Regions from separate parts of the Sus scrofa genome. Here region 2 is linked to region 1. Evidence: chromatin contacts called from public Hi-C data. All regions are on one chromosome and are shown on one strand. Each heading gives the region's core, a stretch centred on a gene start, on an enhancer-like site or on the middle of the called end of the contact. The rest is flanking DNA. Distances are from core to core; before and after follow the strand shown.

Evidence for each region. Hi-C and Micro-C count contacts between places; a contact is called where the count stands out from the background.
Region 2: a Hi-C map of liver shows a contact between it and region 1, with 2.9 times the contacts expected there. The contact joins the promoter of SETD7 here to the promoter of MGST2 in region 1. A contact is called at or near these places in 2 of 47 Hi-C or Micro-C datasets (embryonic fibroblasts and liver) and 1 of 2 datasets of contacts at active chromatin or transcription factors (skeletal muscle).

The regions. Positions count from the first base shown.
Region 1 is chr8:87,390,640-87,397,913 of Sscrofa11.1, reverse strand. MGST2 (microsomal glutathione S-transferase 2) reads left to right here and starts at 3,351. Exons shown (of 6, transcript XR_002346420.1): 1 at 3,351-3,392.
Region 2 is chr8:87,475,161-87,482,434 of Sscrofa11.1, reverse strand. SETD7 (histone-lysine N-methyltransferase SETD7) reads right to left here and starts at 4,169. Exons shown (of 9, transcript XR_002346776.1): 1 at 3,833-4,169; 2 at 2,876-3,008.

The DNA of each region.
Region 1 (7,274 bases), core at 2,102-4,601:
TGGTGCCTATTTCAAAAGCAATGATTCTTGGTGATTTTTTTTTTTTTTTTTTTTGCCACAGCTGTAGCGTATGGAAATTCCCAGGACAGGGATTGAACCTGATCAGCAGCTGTGGCAACACCAGATCCTTCAACCCATGTGGGGTGGGGGTGGGGGGTGGAACATGTGCCTCTGGAGCGACCCCAAGTGGCAGCAGTTGGATTCTTAAGCCACCACACCACAACGGGAACTCTGGATTCTTGGTGATTCTAATGGGAAGCGTCCACATCTGGGTGGCATTGGAATCAGTCAGCAGGCAGGTATCTGTGGGCCTGGTGCAGAATCAGCAGAGACGCAGGCTCGGGCAGTTTGCTCTCTGCTGGGACCTCAGCACCCCCCCCTCCCATCTCAGCCTCCATTTCTCTCTCATGTCTGTTTTTCCTACTTTCCCCACCCAGGAACCCCAGCAAGCCTATCCCTGGGACTCTCCCTACATCATTCCTCCTGGCTGCACCCCCAGAATCCTGTTCCTCCCACCCTCTCCTCCTCCCTTCTGCCTCTGCAGAACCTGCCACACCTGCTCCTCTTCCTGGACTTCAAGGACACCCACTTTGGCTTCCACCCACTTGTTCATCCCTCGTCCCACCCCAAGGTGGTGTGGGCCATTCTCCTTGGGAGGCAGCCAGATGGAGTGACTAGTTCCCAAAGTTCTCTGCGTCCCTGTGTCCTTATCTGCAAAGTGAGATTAATTGACAGCCTCCTCGGAGTGTTGTGTGAGTTACGAGGGGCTGTGGTTGCTTAATCAACTGACATCCATGCTCAGGAATGGATCCTGGATGAGGCCTAGAAATCTGTGCGTTCACATCACCGCGGGTGATGGGAGTGGGTGGGGAGGCCCATGCTGAGAAATACTGGTTTTGACGGTGTTCTCCACCTTGGCCATGCCCTAGAATCTTCCAGGGAGTTGTAAAACATTCAGGTGCTCAGGCCGAACCTGAGGCCAATTAAATCAGAATCGTTGTGTGGGGAGAGCTCATGCCAGTATTTTTAATGACCCTCAGGGGACGCCAGTGTGTGGCCAGTTCAGTGCCAAGGCTTTGGGAGCAGCAGGACTGAGCTGGACTGGCTGTGGCTAAGTCACGCATCTCTGAGCTCAGTTTCTCCACCAGAAAAATGGGAATAAGACATGCGCACCTTTGTTGATTAGGCAGAGTAGTTAAGACTGTTCAGCACCGGTGGGGCCTGGCATGGCCCAGTGGAGCTGGCAGCTGGGGTGTTGGACATCAGAGCCCCATCAGACCGAGGCTCGTGTAGGCTGCCTCAGCCCTCTAGGCCCAGGGCTCTCCTGCCTCTTGCTGTTCTTGGCCCAGCAAGTTTATGACTCCAGCTCTGAGCACGGCCCATGGGGAGCCTGGCATGGGGAGCCTGGCTTCTCCCCATGGTGCAGGGCAGGGATTTATGCCAACGGCCCTCTTTTAAAGTACCTTATTTCAAATACTACTCAGCGAATGATTAGTGTTCCTTTTGTTGTTCAGTTGACAACATGACCTCAAACCTGGGTCACCTCATTTATGCGTTAACATGTTGTTTAACCTGACAACACGGCCACCATTTATAATGTTACTTCTGTGAGAGTATGTGTCCTGAGGTGCAACATTCAGCTTACAAATCCCCTTTGGGGAACATGAGTGTGGCGTGTGTGAGTGTGTGTGTGTGAGTTCATAGGTGTGTGAGTGTGTAGGAATACGCGTGCATCTCTGTGTGAGGAGGGCTGCATGTACCAGGGGCTGTCAGGGAGGGTTTCCAATCCCTTCCCAGGTCTCTAGCTTTTGCTTTACTTTATCCTCTCCCAGACCTTACGTAAACCTGAAGACAACACAGGTTCAGACTTTTTATTACCATCAAAAGCCATTTTGAAGCAATTCAAGGGCTGTTTCTATTCTTCTGGGAAATTCTAAGGGCCCTCGGCCTTCGCTGCTGGTTTTGCTTTGTGCCGTGGCCTTGTCTCCTCTGTGTCCACTGGGCCTGAGGGCATGGGGTGGGGGCAGAGACCCTGGGGACATCCTGCCACATGCCAGGGTCTGTGCTGTTTGTTTCCTGCATGTTATTTCATCTTTCATGGCATCATCAGAGGGCCCCTGAATGGTAGGTGCTATTGTTGCCCTTTGAGCAAACGTGCGAGGGCGTTTAGCAACTCGCCTCTCCCACACTATATGGGGATCTGAGCCAGACACCCTGAGGCCTGAGCTTTGGTTTCTTTGCCTTTCTGCTCTCCTTTGCTTTCTGCCTTGGAGCCAGGATGGGACACTCCTGGTGTTGGATGACAGGCAGTTTCTGCCCGAGCCTTGGTGATACCCAGCTCTGATCCTCTGCCCTGTGCCCTGCGCATCCCAGGACAGAGGTTTCCCTGATGAATGTCATGCCTTGGTCTGCTCTAGCTTGGCTTCCACACCCAGGGTCACAGAGCAAAGCACTCCAGCTTCTGGGTGGGGAGAAAATATTCTGCAGGACCGCTGCAAGTCCCTAAATTTTTGCAACATGTAGCTTGGGGTGTAATTTCGTGTTTGGTTTAATTGAGCTTTGTTTCAACACTTGCTGAGTTGTTACCTTGTGTTTTCCATTGATCAGGACCTTCAGTAAGAGAATGCAATAGAGCCGTCGTGGCAGTGGTAACGAATCGACTAGGACCATGAGGGGGGTCGCTGCCGCTCATGGGACGATCCGGCGTTAGAGGTGGTGTAGGCAGACCGGCTCGATCCGCTTGCTGTGCTTGCGTAGATGCTACAGCTGATTCACTAGCCTGGAATCATATGCCGGAGGCAAGAAATAGCAACAGCAAAAAAAAAAAAAAAAAAAAAAAAAAAAAAAAAAAAAAAAAAAAAAAAAAAAAAAAAAAAAAAAAAAAAAATATTACTGACAAGGATAGAGTAGGCACAGGTAGTTGTAGAAGTCTCAAAAAGGGACCATAGATAAAGAGAGAAACCTAGGGGATGTTGGGAGACCACTGTAAGTTCAAGGCCACCAGAACAAGGCAGGCTTGCTTGATTAGTGGAGGTGTAAGAATTGCCTCAGGTCATTGGGTGGGGCATGGGATGAGGCCTGCATTCAGATTCAGACCAAGGGCAAGAGTTTGAAGCCAGGCCCTTCAGCTGATTTGAATACACAATTTACCAGATACTAAGAGGAGCTACTACTCCCAGAAAGGAAGAGGCAGGCCTTTCCCACCCCCACTCCCCTTGGATGATAAACCTGTGGCCCATCGGATCCTTGGGCAGAGCCTTCTTGCCTGCCTGCTTGCCTCTCTCACAAGCGTCCTATCTTAATAAATCCGTTTCTTGCCTATGGCTTTGTCTCTCACTGAATTCCTGCATGGAGGCATGAAGAACCTGAACCTCAGCGAGTCCAGACACCGGGTGAGTGATTCTCATTTAAAACTGTGGGTTCGAGTCCCGGCACGTGGGTTCGAGTCTCAATCTGGGTGCTGGCTGGGTTCAGACCAGTAGTGCTGTCAGTTTCATTATGGTCCTTGATAATTGTGATCACTGCTTGTTTGTGGCCACCGCGGAAGGCAGTGCATGTTCTGTCTCTCTCGGCTGCCAGGCCTGTTTGGCAGCAGAGAGGGTTTGCTGCAATGCCAGCAGAAACCAGGACAACGAGCTGGCGTTTTTGGAAGGATGAGGATCGAACACAGTGGGTGAGATCAGGAAATAATTGGGGGTGGGATGGACATGCAATTGGTCTGAGAACATTTCTATGGTTAAATACATATCTTTTCATCTATTAGCAAATTTACTCAAATATTTACGTTTAGAGTTTACGTTTCGTGACATCAGCTCTTTTGCTGGGTTCGAGGCTGTTTTTATATTTCAATACTCTGTTTGCCTTATCCAGCGTATAATTTCGGTAAAAAAAGCGATAACTAATAAGCTAACCTCTCAGAAACTCTTATAGATTGCTTTGTGTTTACATAGGTAATATAATAATTTTAAAACATTTTACTATAATTACCAATATGTTGTTTCTCCTCTTGTTTTTCATTTCTGATAAAAATTTAAGGAATAGGACCCATACTGGAAGGATCTATATGTATTAACTTCAGGGAAAATGCCTTTTACCCTCTACCATTTGGGGGAGAGGTAGAAACTCAGATTTTTGTTAGTTTGTTAAACGCTGTGGCGGAGTTTCAAATGTGGGATTACCAGGAAGTTTTCTCACCACAGAAGGTGTTGATAAACATTTCATTATCGAAAGTTCCATTGTTTCATACCTTCCAAGAGGCAGAGATGATACCAGATCTATTAAAGCAGATAGCACACGTGTTCACTGGATTTCAAAGCATTTGAGGCACTTTTTGTTGTATTAACAGCTCTTAGGACCCAGGTTGGTGACCGACTAGGATTGGCTAGACGTCAAGTTAGGAATCTCAGGATTTGTCCAGAAAGTAGGAAGAAGGCAATTCACTGGGGGCCAAGGTTCACTCTAGAGTTGTGGGTTTTTTGTTTTTTTGGCTTTTTAGGGTCTATCCTAGGCTAGGGGTCAAATTGCAGCTACAGCTGCTGGCCTACACCACAGCCACACAGGATCTGAGCTGCACCTGCGACCTACAGCACAGCTCACGGCATCGCCGATCCATAACCCACTGAGCAAGGCCAGGGATCGAACCTGCATCCTCATGGCTACTAGTCAGGAATGTTTCCTCTGAGCCATGATGGGAACTCCTGGAGTTGTGTTCTTAAAGTGAGTTCCCTAGTGTGGAGGTACCTGTACTTCTCAAAACAGTGGTTAGAAACACCCAGTGGTTGTGGCCATCAGCCAGGAGCCCCCCATTCCCTTGCTCAGCTCTTCCTTCTGCTATTTCTCTTTCTCAGGGCAGTTTTCTCCCTTGGAGAGCCTCTGCCTTCCCACAGTCCTGCCTGGACCTCTCCTTCGAGACCTGTCATTTGGGGAGGATATTTTAGTAGATGGTAGTGGGGTCAGGATGGCTGGCTTGCAGTTTAGAAGCCAAAACCATTCAATCAGACACCCAAGAACATTTCAGGGCTGTCCTGGGCTTCCAGGATCTATCTTCTTACAGAGTCTTGGTCTTCCGTGGTTTCAAGAAGGAATGTGAGCAGAAGCCACACGAGGAGACAAGCAGGGCCCTGGGAGCAGACCTGATTTGCAACGATTTGTAAATGAATCCCCATTTCCCTATTAAAAACAAGGCCACAGGCCCAAATGGAGTCCCTTGGGCTAAGCCTTATGTCACCAAATCAGACTTAGTTTCTGCTCTTGCAGAAATGGAATCTTAAACCAGGAATGGCTTGATCAGTCCTAGTTAGATAACCTGCCTGATAGACCTTGCTACCCCCTGAGGGAAAGTAAACTTGGAATAACCAGTTTGGTTTTTTCCAAGTATAACTTGCTTGTTCTGCTCCCTTCTGCCTATAAAAACATCTTCCAGGAGTTCTCACTGTGATGCAGTGGGTTAAGGATCTGGCGTTGCTGCAGCTGTGGCATAGGTTGCAGCTGAGGCTCGGATTCGACCCCTGGCCTGGGAACTTCCATATGCCAAAGGTGCAGCAAAAAAAAAAAAGGTCATTTCTTACAGCTTCTCGGAGCTCCTTTGTTAGATTGGACATTGCCCAATTCATGAGTCATGCAATAAAGCCAGTAAAATCTTCAAAATGAACTGAGTTGGATTTTATAACTCCATGTGTGTATGGCACTTTGAACTCTCCTTTGAACTGGTTAAAATGTCATACTGGTTCCCTCATAAATTAACTCAATGAAATCTTTGATATGGTCTCATTTTATATTTGTATGAGAGACATGACTTTTACCTTTTAACAAATATTTTTATCATTAGGTACCTAATGCTGAGGAATTTTCTAGACACTTTATGTGTTTATTTAACACAGAATACATTTTTAGATGCTGTATGCTGTTTTAAGTGCTTTATAAATGTTAACTAATTCAGTCCTTGTAATATCCCTATTTCATTTAAATTTCCCTTCAGTTCTCATTACCCGTCTTATCAAAGAGGTTCAACTTCTGCCAAGGGTGTATCATCCTTAAGTGTCTGTATTGGGAGCCCAGGTAGGGTTGTGCGAGGCTGACACACTGGCTTTCCTGCAGGCACTGGGGCTTCCTCTGAGTGAGCTGGGTGGGACAAGGAAGGGACCTCAACTTTGGTTTTCGGGAAGTGGAATCTTCAAAGAGCAAAACAAGGGAGTTCCCATTGTGGCTCAGTGGGTTAAGAACCTGACTAGTATCCATGAGGATGTGGGTTTGATCCCTGGTCTCACTTGGTGGGTTGAGGATCTGGTGTTGATGTGAGCTGTAGTGTAATTCGCAGAAGTGGCTCAGATCTGGCGTTGCTGTGGCTGTGGAGTAGGCCAACACCTGTAGCTCCAATTTGACCCCTAACCTGAGAACTTCCATATGCTGCAGGTGTGGCCCTAAAAAGCAAAAAAAAAAAAAAAAGGGGGGGGGTGGCTTCTGAATTTCCTGCTGTGGTGCAATAGGATCAGTGGCATCTTGGGGGCATTGGGACACAGGTTCAATCCCTGGCCTGGCACAGTGGGTTAAGGATCCAGTGTTGCTGTAGCTGTAGCTTAGGTTGCAACTGTGATTTGGATCTGACCCCTGACCTGGGAACTCCATATGCCATGGGGAGGCCAAAAAAGAAAAAAAATATTGGCCTACTTATTTCCTCAAGGGCCCTCTTCCTTCTCAGAACATACATCCTAGTTTATTTTTTAAAAATTTGTGGTACAAACTTCCAGTTATAAATAAGTCCTAGGGATGAAATGCATAAGATGTATAGGGACCAATACTGCAGGTCTATTTGCAAGTTGCTAATGAAGTAGATCTTCAAAGTTCTGAGCACAAGAACTGTAATCAGGTGAAGGGTGTTTACCTAAACCTATTGGCAGCAATCATTTTGCAGCATATACACATAGCAAATCTTTCTATTGTACATCTGAAACTAAGACAATACTATATGTCAATTATATCTCAAATTTGTGGTCATCATGATCATGGGGGAGTAAAGGTGATAGTGGGCAGCAGCCTAGTACAGGACCTAGGGCACTGCTGGAATCTGCTGGACTTGGGTTCAAATCCTGGGTCTGCCATTTACTAGGGAATAATGTTAGGATCAGTTTAAGTTAGCACTTAAATCTTAGTGGAATTAAATAAAATCTTCCCTCTCCTCTCTTTTTCCACGGGAGCTGAGAAAGCTCTCTGCCAAGGCCTTGGAGCCAGGGAGGGGCTAAGGGGTCCAGGAGTTAGAAGAGAAAGAAGAAGGGGAA
Region 2 (7,274 bases), core at 2,920-5,419, 84 kb before region 1:
AGAACTTGACCCCAGCTACAGTTCCACCCCAACAGAGCAGCAAAATGAATATCATGTGACAAATGATATGAAAACTCAAGTCCTGAAGACACCCATTTCTTCCCCAGAGTAAATTTCTAAGGAGGAAGAATAAGAAGAAAAAGGATATCTCTTGCAGAGGCTGTAAGTTAAATTCTCTTTGCCCAAATACATTTGTCTGAAAGTCAGTGAGCTCTCTCAGAGCCAGCCTCTGAAGAGTGACTCTCATAAAGACAGACACAACCTTCAGCTGTAGCTTCCAGGCTCGGTCACCAAGTATTTCATGTATTTGACTGACTCACTAAAAATAAAAAAATAAGAAAAATGTAGGGAGACAGTTTGGTACAGTAGAGTGGGATTCTGGAGGGCCAAGCCTGTCTCCTACCTGACTGAGTGTCCTTGCATTAGTTCTTAACTTCTCTAAGCCTCCATTCCTGCCTCTGTAAAATGAAGATGAAATGAATAGGCACCTCATAAAACTGAATGGATAATGTATGTGTGAACAGCACAGAGCCTGCACACTCTAAGAGCTGAACAACCACAGCAATGTTAACTGTAGGTAAGATAATGAAATTACTGAGAATACAGGCTCTGTTTATGAAGAGAGGTAGGTTAATTGGTGCTTTAACACCAAGAAATTCAGACTAGCCTTTTCCCAGTGCCCCATCCATGGGTTAGATGTTAAGTAAACACTATGATAGACAGCACTTAAAAGGCCAAGAATGGCTGGAGAAAAGCCCACTTTTACACATGCATGCTCTAGACACTGTGAGTTTCAGCTTTGGATGCATCTAAGGACTTTTAAAGGTTCTGTGTTACTCTGGTTGTTTAGTGTTAGGTACAACTGAGTAACCATGTGTCCCAGATTGTTTCAGACATTCAAGGTTAAGCCAGCTGTCCCAGCATAGGTATTAAATAGCCACCCTTTTCATTCTCAAGTATATTTTGATTTTGGACAATAATGTATGCGGTCACCCTAGATAGCAAAACTTTTCTTATTTAAAGAACGTCTCTGCTTCCATCCATTGGGCAATCTCAAAAACAACATCCATAGAGTCCCAGAAGTGCTTGTTCACATTCTGCAAGGAGCCCAGGGCCACAGATAACTGGGCCTTATGTCTCCAAACAGCTTCAAAGGGGAGAGTGATTGATTTAAGCTAGTGAGCACTGCCTGTGAGCAAAGGTTTGCATTAAACGTTTACAAGTAAAAGTAAACTTTGATGAATGAAAGCAAGCCCTAACTATATGAGAAAAACATTGTTCAATTATCTTTCATAATATGAAGGCACAAGCAGTCAATAAATTAAATTTAAAGAAGGCTTCCAATCAATGTCTCTGGGCCTTGCTAAGTCCCAACATGGCTTTACTTATTAGAGATAAATAGTTCTGTGAGTTCAGGACATTGGGAAATTAAAACACCACCACCACCACTCCGTGAAGCTGGATAAAGAAACAAGAAGTTTCAATCGTTACATTAGGACAGTTACATTTTTAAAGAATTCAGAAATATGATTCTACTTAATCTCTCTCTAAGACCTCGGAGCACTGCAAACGGAGTCAATTATGTTGACATAAAAACTGATTTTTTTTCTCCAAGCAGCAATAACTATGCATCCGCCTCTGTAAGGTTTCCACTTTTTCTTTACCATTTATGTGAACTTGTTCATACAAATCAGATAGAAACCAGATTCAAACAAAAGCTAAAAAATATTTACTTAGATGCTTGGTTAAAATATTTTGGAATAATACCACGCAACATCGCAAAACATCACGACGTACTGTCGAGTAGAAGCAAATAAATACGCTAAAGAGTATTTTCCAGTATTCACTGTTACAAAATCATAACATCTCATGACACAAACAACTAGATTGTATAACGTCCCCACCTCGTTTTTTGGAACTAGCGAAAAGAAAGAAAGAAAGAAAGAAAGACAGAAAGAAAAAAAAAAGAGGTGGAGAAAGTCAGCAAAACAAAGTGGCGAGAAAAGTCGGGGGAGGGGCGCTAGAAGCGAAGGGGCGGAGAAACACGACACCCAGGCGGTGATATCACCCACAGCCAACTGCATGGAATTCAGAAAGTTAAGTGTCACCCAGCAATTTCGGTCCGGGCTTGCGGCGCGCCTGCACAGCGTGGCGGCGGCGGCACCCGCCTGGGAAGCAGGGAGGGGGAGGGGCGGTTTGACTGAGTTCGCTCGGGGGCAGCAGAGGCCAGGGCCAACCGCCTCCCGGTCGGCGTGCGTTCAAGCCCCGGGTCCGGAGCGTCGCCTACGGCCCTGCAATGATTTCACTGTTTCAGAGGAGCGACCGCCGGGCCCGAGGCTGCCACGTGCCCCGTTCGGCCCCGTGCACTGCGTCGCGGAACCGACCCGGACGCGGCCGCGGTCACCGCGGGTCCCAGAGGCAAGCGAAAGGAGAGGGCTGGCGACCGGAGAGGGGCTCGAGCTTGCCAAAACCGGGCAGGGGGATTGCTCCCTGGAGACCGCCGGCCGCAGGGGGGCTGTCCTTCTACGCACCCCCACCTTTCATCCCCCAAAGGGGGAAGGGCCGGAGCGCGGGGCACGTTTCGCAACTCCGAGGGCGGATGCAGGCGGTGGCCGGGCGGGATGGAACAGCCCTGCCCGCCGGGGGACCCCGGCCCAGCCGAGCCCCGTTCCCGGCCTGTGCCCCTCCGCGCAGTGCGCGCTCCGGCCCGCGTGGCCGTGGCTGTCCGGCCCCTGCTCGAGCCGGGCAGCGGGCCACCCGCGGAGGGGACAGTGGCGGCCTCGGGGCCCTGCGCCGCGCGGGTCGCAGCCCGCCACTCCTTCCGCGTTCCGTGCCCTCGGCGCCTCCTCCCCCGGCCCCAGAGAAACGCTTGTACCTTCCACCGCCTCCTCCACCATCTCGTCGTCGCTATCCATGGCGGCTGGGGACCCTGCCCAGCTCGGGGCCGCGCCGCTGCCTCCCGTCCCTCCGGGTGCTCCCGGCGGCTGAGCGAGCGCTGGGGCTGAACCCTGCGAGTTTAGAGGAGGAGGAAGAGGAGGAGCAGTCGGGGCTGGCTCGCACTGCCTCCCCCTACAGCCCTTTCAATTCCTTGGCCTTAAGCTGCTCCGGCAGCAGCCGTCCCTCCTCCCTTCGCCCACTTGCCCCTTGCCTCCGAGGCTCGGGGTGCCGCCGTGGCCGCCGCCGCCGCTGCAACTTTCTCCTGTAATACCCCCTCTTTGTTATCGAGCAGCTGATCCGCTGACATCACCCAGCGCCGGTGCGCTCCCTCCCTCGTTGATTGACAGTTCCCTGTCCCTTCCCAGAAGTAAGGCTTCTTAAAACGAAAGGCGCTCCGAGTCCGCGCTGACTCCGTGCCCCAGCCCATCAGCCCCCGGGCCCAGAAGGGTTTATCTTTTGCTTCTGAGCTGCCTGGTGCGTTCCGACCGCGCCACGCCGGGCCTGGGCTCGGTGGGCTCCTCGCGAGCGCTCGGGACCTCCAGGTACCCGCCCTCCAGGGGCTCAGAACTCCCGACCTCCACCTGTGCGGGGGACCACTTGGAAGTCCGCGGGCAGTGCTCACCACCCCCACTCCCATCCCCCGCCCCTTGGACAGCCTCCAAAGGGCAAGGGAAGCTAAGGCAGCGTTCCTGACGCTCCAGCGCCTTAACTTCCTTCTGCTCTCGCCCTCACTTCACCCTCGTTTGCCACCCGGAGCTGCACGAGTGCGGCACGCACGGGAGCGCAGGTGTCCCCCGCGTTGCCGCATCACATCCGCGAGCAGGTTTCCCAGACACGGGGTGGGGGTGACATCCAGCCCAGATGAGGTTCCAACCCTAGTGCGCTGCGTCCTCACCCTCCTCGGGACCGTCAGGCGTCCTGGGTGATTCAGAAATTCACCAGATCCAAATGGCAGCGGTCTCTTTACCAGGCAGGAAACAAGCCGCGCGGAAGGCCCGGCAGGTCCCTCCTCGCGGTTGTGGTAACGGAAAAGGAACCACCGAGTGGAGCTACCGGGGAAGGACCCTCTGTCTGGCGCGCCTCCTTCTCGCGCCTCTCGCCCTGTACGTGGGATGTCCCCAGCCGTCTCCCTGTTCCTCCGAGTGCCAACCCCTTCACAGATTCGGGCTCTCGAAGTGGAGAACATCACAGGGCGCCCGCTTCCCGGCCGCGCCACTTAGTGTCATTATGGCGTTGCCTCTTACAGGTGGCGATAAAGGGCGGCTGTAAATAGCTGGCTAAATGGATGCAAATGTACACAATGTACCGTGGAATTACCGGGTGCCGCTCTGGGCATCCGCCAAGAACAGCTACTGCACGGAGAGGGCGGGGGGATAGAAGGGAGCAAGAGAAAGTTGTTTATTTTGTTTTCTGAACAGCAAAAGAGACTTGGGGGATTTCAAAGTACTTCCAGTACCGGGAGACCACGCCTTGGTTTTGGCTTTGGGCTTAAATGCCAGGTATTCTTATCCAGTGTTGTGAGTTTCTCCTTAAGTTCAGTTTTTGTTTTTGTTTTGGTTTTGGTTTTGGTTTTGTTTTGTTTTGTTTTCCTCTGTGAAAAAGAGAATCATGTTAGGAACATTTGTCCTATACTCTGCCAGGAATTTCAACCCCCTTTGTTTCAGAAAGAGAGGGAAGGGTCCTGTGCCAGGAGTTAGGAAACTTGGGTCTTGGTATTGCTCACCTGCAGAGGGACCCTGGGAGGCCACCTCTTCTGGCCTGAGTTCCTCCCTTAGGAGCTAAGAGGTGCTGCGACACTGGAAGAAGGACCCTCCAGTCTAGACTAGAACACTCTGAGGTCCCCCAGCTTAGGCTAGACTGCTCAGAGGTTCCCCAGCTTAGTCAATACCTTTCAAAAGTCTTCTGGCTTAGATTTAACCTTCTTATTAAAGGTTTCCAGTGCAGATACTTGGCTCCAAAGCTACACAGAGAAGGGGTTTCTGCAGTGGAAGATGAAAGAACCACTTCATTTTACATCATTTGTAAACATGAACCATAGAAACAGAATTTTCTTTCTTTCTTTCTTTTTCTTTCTTTCTTTCTTTCTTTTCCCCCCACCATGTACCAAGCTTACTCACTCACTGGTTTTGAGTTACATGACATTTTTTCTTATTTTCCCTTTTTAAGCATATCATCGCCTCTCTTTCATATTATACTGGTGCACACAGCACACCAGATATCATCTTCTTCTCCAGTTTCCAGTTTATCTTTTTAAAAGATACTGAAAGCTAAAGGCAGCACACATTATTTATGTATTTACTCAAAAGGGGCTGAAGCAGAGGGAGGGTAGTTTGGAAGAAATCACCCCTCGAAATACACAGGTGGGGTCACAGAGTCGCAGCAAGTTCACAGTGGGTTGGGTATGTGGGTGGAGGGAAGGAGGGAGGGATCTCATCAGGGGTGTCCTACCCTAACTTTAAGTTTAGAGGAGGATGTCCAGCTTGGTGCTATGAAGTTTTTCCTGCCCACCCAAACTGTCATGTGCTCACTTTCCACTTGCTGCTAGAGAACACGTGGAACCCTGCACACAGCCCCCATCTCTGCATCAGGCCTCCTCTGGACTAGTAAGGGGTGGAGTGGAAAGCAACCAGGGCCTTCCTGCCAGAACCTTCTTCAGTTTTGCACATGAGACAGGCAGCAGCAGGGCACAGTCCCAATCCCCTCCCCCACCACTCATGCTGCTGGCTCTGGGTCCAAAGTTTAGGCAAAATGTTTTGATGACTTCCGTAAGATCCATTTGCATTTTTTACAAATCACTTTGTGTGTGTTTTCAATCCCTTTCTCTAGATGGACTGACTGATCTTTCTCAAGAGCCCCAGAACCCAGCACAGTGCATGGTGCAAAAGGAAGGTTAAACCTTGTCAGTGATAATGGTGTAGAGAGGAATATTCTGTTTTATATAAACAGTGCTGAGTCTCTCACACACTGGATCCTCTTCCTGTGTTTGCAAAATGCTTTGTTTTCATTCGAGACTGAAGAGCGTTTTTTGAGTTCTACTTTCCCACATCTACTGGCCCCAAATCTGCTTCCATCGCATTCTTTCCCACAGTTTTCTTCATTGAGAGCTCATTTCATAAAGCCTTCTTTCCACTTGGCTTCCCGCCAGTCTCCTCTGTCGAACTCTGTCCCCACCGATGTGGTCATGGGCTAGAAAATCAATCGAGCTCTTAATCATACTGTGGGGTGGCGGTGGCGATGGCTGAGCTCCTAACTCAGCAGATCCTGATGCACCAGAACAAGCCCCACCAGCGAGGAAAGGGACGGCCCACCCGGGACATCCAACAGCCAGGCCATGGGGTGGGACTTGCTCACACCAAGGAGTGACTTTTCTAAGCTGCCTTGCTTCCTTCACATCCAAGGTTAAATCTCTTCCCACTCAGCTTGGGAAACTTAAGTCCCTCTTCCACTGCAGCAAGCAGTCAAAATACTGAGTTATTTTATTCATTTTACCACCCATGTCTTTCCTCAGTGAAGGCTGGTGCTTACTTGCAAAACCGATATAACTATTGCAATAAATATACTTTCCTGGGCATCTTCCTACATTGAAGGGAAAAAAATCTGTCAGTTCACCACGATACATACTGGCAAACAGCAAAAACCTCATGGATGTGGAACTCGTGTGGAATTCATTAGTCTGGCTGTCACTGAGCCCTCCTCCTGTCCTGTTGGTAGGGGCTGGAGGGGTCCAGGCGCCTTTGGGGTCTCCATGCTACTGCTAGGCAGAGCCTTGCCAGGTGTCCGGGTGGGTGGGTCTGTGGCTGGTGTGCCAGCTCTGCTTTGATCTTTTGCTTACACCATTGGCAGGGAGACGAAAGCAAATGAAAGAACTCTTAAATAATCAAGTCTCACTTTGGCATTGCTCACCCCTTAATGAGATTTTTTTTTTCCCTCACCATAATCTGCCAATTTGATTGAGTTTTCACCTGATCTGTTTTGATTCCCCCAAGGACTAGCCATGCAACTGGTCAATTAAACTCTCTGGACCTTAGTTTTCCTATCTGTAAATGAGGAGGTTGGGCTACTAAAATGCTAAGCTCAAACCTTCTCCATCCACCTTTCCTGGGGAAAAGCTAAATAGAGCATGAAGAGCTCCAGGGATGCACACAGAAAAAGGGGAAGAAACAGGGGCAACCCTGGCAAACGGAATATTCAAGCCCCCTAGTCAGCTCAACTTAACAGCACTGAGATCTGGTGGGGGTGGCAGGGGAGGGGGGAAGACTGTGTCTTACCCTAGAAAAGGAAGCATGGGCCTTTCAGGAGTACCAACATGCTTGGATCCTGAATCACTGAGTTGCTAG